Linked DNA regions of Sus scrofa: region 1 is linked to region 2. Evidence: chromatin contacts called from public Hi-C data. All regions are on one chromosome and are shown on one strand. The core of a region is the stretch at or near the end of the contact, and the rest is flanking DNA. Distances in the headings are between cores, read along the strand shown.

Region 1 (3,124 bases), core at 100-2,599, 210 kb before region 2:
GCAGAACCTTACACTGGTTACCTTAACCTCTTATCATACACTCATCTGGGTTTCCCCTCCCTAAACCCAGTCTGCCTTCCTCACTCTTCTGACCCCACTACCCACCAAATCCACACCTCCAAAGAACACTAATGGGCCCTTCTTACCAAAAGAAATGACCAAAAGAGGTGGGCATGCTGCAAGAGTGAATTCAGGAATGAGTTGGTGACAGCCAGTTCCTAAACGGTTAGTGAACACCATCAAAAATTTGTTTTCTTATGACTCCCCACCATCTGTCCCCCACATATCTCCACTTCAGGCAGAATACCAAACTGAAGATGTGACGGGGAGATCAAGGAAAATACAGTGAGCATGAAGGAAACTGCTTGTGACAGGGATGTGTTAAAATACTCTCAGCCTGATCTCTAGGCTCTTGTCCACATTTGCCTGCACAGGTAAAGGCATACAAGGCTCAATTCTACGCCCAACTCTCAAAAATGAGATCTAAGTAGAACACTAACTTAGAGATCACAGGCAAAGGGCAGCCTCTATGGAAAAGTGCCCTTCTCAGATTAAATGATTTTCAGCATCACTCGGAGCCCATGCACCCTGCACCCAGGGAGCATGCCAATCTGTCACCGGAGGCCACCTTACCCGCTCTGGGGTTGAGCTGGGGCAAGTCGCTACCTCTTCTTCTTTCCAAGTAGGCACTGTGATTTCTTCCAGTCCCTGGGGCCCCTGAGTCTTCAGCTGAAACTGGGGCACATGCTGCTATAAGAACTGTGGAAAGGCTGATCTAAGTCTAGAAAAGGGTCATCTGACTGGCTTTATTTCCTCCTTACCAAACCTGCCCAGCATCCTTCAGGTCTCTCGTTCCCCCTTCGCTATTATCTTCCTCCATGGATAAGACCCCTTTCCTCTCCTGCCGGCCTGGTACGGTTGGGCCTCGGCCCCATGCTCCGGACTTTTTACTCTCACTCTCTGCTAAGAAGTTCCCCTCTAATCTGTGACTCTGCTTCGTCCGGACTGCACACCTACTTCTGGTTCTCCGCTTCGAATCCCCTCCCCCAAGGCTACGACTGGAATTTAGGCCCCCTCCCCTCCATCCTTATCCCCCTTTTTTTCCTCTCCGCCTCCAACCTTTCACCACTCCATTTCCTCTTCTCAACCCCGAAGTTAGCCCCTCCTCCGCCCCAACTCCATGTTGGCGTCCCCGCGACCCCCCAACTCTAGACTCCCGGCCCATCTACTCCAATCCCAAAACAAACTTTCTGCCGCTGCCCACTGCCTTCAGGCCGCCATCTTGCCGCGGGGCAGGCTGGGTAGTGGCCACGGCCGCGGGAATCCCCACGCACCAGGCGCCGCGCGTCATCGGGGGCGTGGTCATGGGGTGTGGCCTCGGCTGTGGCTGTGGGGCGCCCGGTGGTAGGAAAAGATTTTGATACTGAAAAGACAAAAGCGAAAAAAAGAATGAGGTAAAACAGCACAAAAATACAGTGAGAGAATTGTAGCACTGGTTCCCCATCACTCAAAGGATAAAAGACAGCGTCTCAGCTTGCCACGTAGAAATTGGCAAGATCCAGCTTCTTCGCCCCTTCATCAGCCTCATTTTCCACCTCTCCGCAGAGATTTATGGATCCCAGCTGTCCTGTTTTCAGTCCCTTAATGCCCCTGGCATTATGAATTTCTACTCCTCCTTCAGCTTTCAACTCAAATTGTCACCTCCTCCAGGAAGCCTTCTCCATTTCCCCAGATTGGATTTGGTGCTCCTTTTGGTAGGTACCTCTAGCCACTTACACATAACTTCACTGTAGCTATCCTATGCTGTAATATATTTACATGCTGTGTCTCTCACTAAGCTGCTGCTCCTTCAGGGCAAAAATAATGTCTGGTTGCATCTTCATAGTCTGCAGCAGGTGCCTGACACACAATAAATGCTTAAAAAATAAATAGCATAGCATTCTGCACTAAGAATACTTCCGCCTCAGGGCTTTTAAGTTTGCTGTTCCCTGTGTCTGCGATGTGCTTCCTCCAGATATCTCCTCCCATTTGTGTCTCTGCTCAAATGTTACCACCTCAGAGAAGCATTCCCTGGCCACTCTATCTAAAACAACATCTCTAATCACTCTCCCCTACTCTGCTTTAATATTTTCTTTCATTGTACTTATCATTATCTGACATACTGTATTTTTCTTTGTTGACCATCTCCCACTGTAATGCAGACTCCAAAGATCTGGAACTTTTTCTCAGTCATTATTCTATCCCCAGCGTCTATGCATGGTAGGTACTCAATAAATGTTTATTGAATGAATGAATAGCATAGAGATGAGTAATAGAGGGATTCTGGATTTTTTTTTTTTTCTTTTTGGGGCTGCACCTCTGGCATATGGAAGTTCCCAGGCTAGGGGTCGAATCAGAGCTGGAGCTGCTAGCCTACACCACAGCCACAGCAATGAGGGATCCTAGCTGCGTCTGTGAGCTACACAACAGCTCACGGCAATGCCGGACACTTAACCCACTGAACGAGGCCAGGGATTGAGTCTTCATGGATACTAGTCAGGATTCTGCTGAGCCACAAGGGGAACTCCAGGATTTTGGAATGTATTGATGGGGAGAAGGTGTTGAAAATACTGTAAAATAGGGAAATGCATACATGGAAGGTACAGGTTCCCAAGGCCAGACTTGGCCACATCAGGAATGGGAGCAAAGACAGAAGCCAGACTCAGTGAGGGAGGGAGTAGGATGAGAGCCAGGTGAAACTGGAGCAGGGTCCTCAGGGAGCAGAGCTCTCCTGGAAAAGCCCCAGTTCAGGTAGAGAAAATGGGACGAGCTGGAGGCTGAGGAGTTTACCCAGATCTAAAGACAATATCCGAAGTTTCTATCGTGGCTCAGTGGAAACTAATCTGACTAGCATCCGTGAGGACTCAGGTTTGATCCCTGGCCTCGCACAGTACGTTAAGCATACAGCGCTGCCATGAGCTGTGGTGTAGGTTGAAGATGTGGTTCGGATCTGGCATTGCTGTTGCTGTGGTGTAGACCAGCAGCTCCAGCTCCAGCTCAACCCCTAGCCTGGGAACCTCCATATGCCATGGGTGTGACCCTTAAAGCAATAAAATAAAATAAAATAATAAAAAAGACAATATCC
Region 2 (3,061 bases), core at 44-2,543:
TCTGTCACCTCACGGTTTTGGTACTTCACAGTTAATCAGGAAGAATTCATGGGACACCACGGACGGAGGCTCCTCTGGAATATGGAACTGGGCTCTCAGGCTTCCTTTGCACTGCGTGCTCTCTTGTTCCACTTGAACGTCTGGTTCTAAATTTGTTTCATTTTCACCATAAAATGAGGGGGAATCATTGTGATGAGCAGCGAGCCATGGTGTGTCTCCCCCAAGACCTTGCTTGAGCAGATTAGAAGGTGCCTTCAAAAGCCGCTTCTCTCTGCACCCACTCATTCATTCAGGACATAGGTGATAAGTGTTTCCTACATGCCAGGCACAGTTCTGAAAGCTGAGGATACAGCAGTGAACAAACAGATGAAAATCCCTGCCCTCCTGGGGGCTTAGATTCTACCGAGTATAGAAAGACATAGAACAAAATTAATTTATTAAGCGTCCCCTCGTGCCCAGCGGCTTAAGGATCTGGCATTGTCACTGCAGCAGCGTGGGTACTTGCTGTGGCTTGGGTTGGATCCCTGGCCCGGGAACTTGTGCATTTCAGGAGCACAGCCAAAATAATAATAATAATAAACAATTTGGTACAGGGGAGGAGAAAGGACAAGGCAGAGGAGGGGGTGGGGTGGGGGACTGCCCTCTGGAAGAAGGGGGTCAGGGAAGATGACCTGAACAGCCTTGGAGGAGGTGAGCACGTGACCAGGGAGCTCTGAGGAACAAAAGGCTGCAGGGCACAGCAGAGGCAAAGGATCGGAGACAAGAGCACGACCAGCTTGCCTGAGGAACAGCCAGGAAGGCAGAGTGGCTGCAGAGAAGTCAGTGAGCTAATGGCCCTGGGACGAGAGAAGTGAGAGGGTCACCAGAGCCTGTGGGGCTGATGGGCCCCTGTGGGGGGTTGGGTGTGACCCCACGTGAGATGGGAGCCCTTGGAGGGTTTGGCTGAGGAGGGTCAAGGCCTAAGCAATGAGTGTTCCCAGGGTCACCCTGCAGGAGACCAGACTGTGTAGCAGGAAAGTGGGGAGCCTGTGAGGACGCTGCTGAGAGAGGGAGTGGAGGCTTGGAGGAGGGTGGCTGAGTGGAGGTGGTGGGTGTGTGACCAGGCAGGACCCAGAGGGGGTTTTCCCTGGACAGGCCTCTCCCCATACCCATAGGCTCTGATTTAGCTCCTCGCTGGATAATCGTATCTGCTGCGCGTTTCCTGCGTTGTTTTACAGATTCTAAACCACCAGCACGTGGAAGAAATTGACTACTTGATGATCCTGAGCAGGTAACGCCCCCCCACCCCCAGCGTCTGGCTCCTAAGGATTGACGATGTTAACTCCTGGGGCACCGCGCCCTGTTGCCTACCTCGCCTTGGCCAATCAGGCAATTACTCAAGAGCTGATCCTACACCCTGGGGCGTCCCCCGCCCCCCTCACCTGGCCTTTAAAAATGTTTTCCTTAACCCCAGGGTGGGGTTTTTCATGTTTTGAGGTCCTGCTTAGCGCGGTGCATGATGGCTCCACTTCCCTTCACCACCACGAGGTGGCAGTAAATTGGCTTTTCTGCGTCAGGGGCCAATTTACCAGGATCCAAGGCTGGTTCCTAACAGGTGTGCATGTGAGTCTATGACTGGAGAGGAGCGCCGCTGGAAGCTGTGGTCGGGTAGGACGTAGGGTTTGATGAAGAGTCAAGAATGTCTTCCAGGTCGGGACGGTGGGGGGTGAACAGTTGAGAGGAATGAGTCGCCATCGGCAGAAACGGGCTTTCCTGGGGTGGAGGGCTGCCAGGAGCAGTGGGTGAGATGGGAGGACCTTTCCTCCCGCTTGGACAAGTTAAAGAAGTACCGGGAGTAGGTGAGCTCCCAGCTGTGTCTGCCTAGCGCGCCTTCGTTTCAAAGGTGTGGTCACTCACAGACCCCAGCCGAGCCGGGGGCGGGGCTGGGCCTGGTCACGTGAGGGGGAGGGGGCACAGGGCAGCGTGATGGCCGCAGAGGCGACACCAGTGGTTGGAGCGCTGAAGGGTGGGGATCTCCCGGGGCCCGGGCAGAAGCCCCAACCGGCTCGTCGGGCCTTGTATTTCTGCGGGAGCATCCGTGGAGGACGCGAGGACCAGGCACTGTACGGGCGGATCGTGTCGCGGCTGCGGCGCTTTGGGGCTGTGCTTACGGAACACGTGGCCGCAGCCGAGCTGAGCGCGCGCGGTGAGGCCGCCGGGCGCGGGCCAAGGGGAGGGCGCCGGCGGTGTCGGGTCCGGGCGTTGGCCCCCCTCCTGCTGAGTGCTTCCGGCAGCGCCCCTGCCCGAGAAGGAAAGGGCCCGGGGTCAGATGGCGTGTACGTCGCAATGCACCGGCCCTGTGAGCCCACTCCTCCCATGCAGTTAGTCTCCCCTTTGGTTCCTTTTTGGAGAACTTTCTTGGGCTCTTTCCAGACGCGTTTGTAGGGAGCAGCTGAATGGGAGTGGGCCTCGCCTGGCTGCACATCCCTCCTATAGAGAACGAAGCTCACCTGCCTTTACCCCTCTTTGGCGTGGAGGTATCAGCCCTCCCTCAGACCCGGGGACCCCTGTTCCTGAGACCACCGTCCCTCCCAGGCCCCCTGATTGGGCTGTTACTAATGCATCCTGCTCGTTCTGCTGGGTTGGCTTGGTTTCTGGACAGCTTTCTACTTAGGAAATGGCGCCAGAATTCTTGTACTTCTCAGAAAACCTTAAGTGTTTCCCTTGCCCCATTTAGGGGCAGATTTAGGTTTGTGCGACCTAATGCAGTCCTGAGAAACCTTTTATTTTTGTCCGCACCTGCAGCATATGGAAATTCTCAGGCCAGGGATTGAATCCTACTGGGGAGAGCTGCAGCAATGCAGGATCCTTTAACCCACTACACTGGGCCAGGAAGCAAACCTGCACCTCCACAGAGACCTGAGCTGCTGCAGTCGGATTCCTAACTCACTGTGCCACACAGCGCACTCACAACGTGGGATCTTCATTCAACTGAGCCCCCAGAGAATCCCCACCCCCACCCCAATACCTCTTTAAAAGAGAAAATCACAAAATGGTAAGGGCTTTGGAGTTCCTGTTGTGA

Evidence for each region. Hi-C and Micro-C count contacts between places; a contact is called where the count stands out from the background.
Region 1: a contact with region 2 is called in a Hi-C map of liver, with 2.1 times the contacts expected there. The contact joins the promoter of TJAP1 here to the promoter of DNPH1 in region 2. A contact is called at or near these places in 1 of 5 promoter capture datasets (fetal skeletal muscle), 1 of 47 Hi-C or Micro-C datasets (liver) and 1 of 2 datasets of contacts at active chromatin or transcription factors (alveolar macrophages).

Annotation. Positions count from the first base shown.
Region 1 is chr7:38,473,406-38,476,529 of Sscrofa11.1, reverse strand. It overlaps TJAP1 (tight junction-associated protein 1), which reads right to left and starts at 1,349. Exons shown (of 10, transcript XM_021098776.1): 1 at 1,248-1,349; 2 at 634-735.
Region 2 is chr7:38,265,593-38,268,653 of Sscrofa11.1, reverse strand. It overlaps DNPH1 (2'-deoxynucleoside 5'-phosphate N-hydrolase 1), which reads left to right and starts at 1,293. Exons shown (of 4, transcript XM_021098744.1): 1 at 1,293-1,594. The coding sequence starts at 1,315.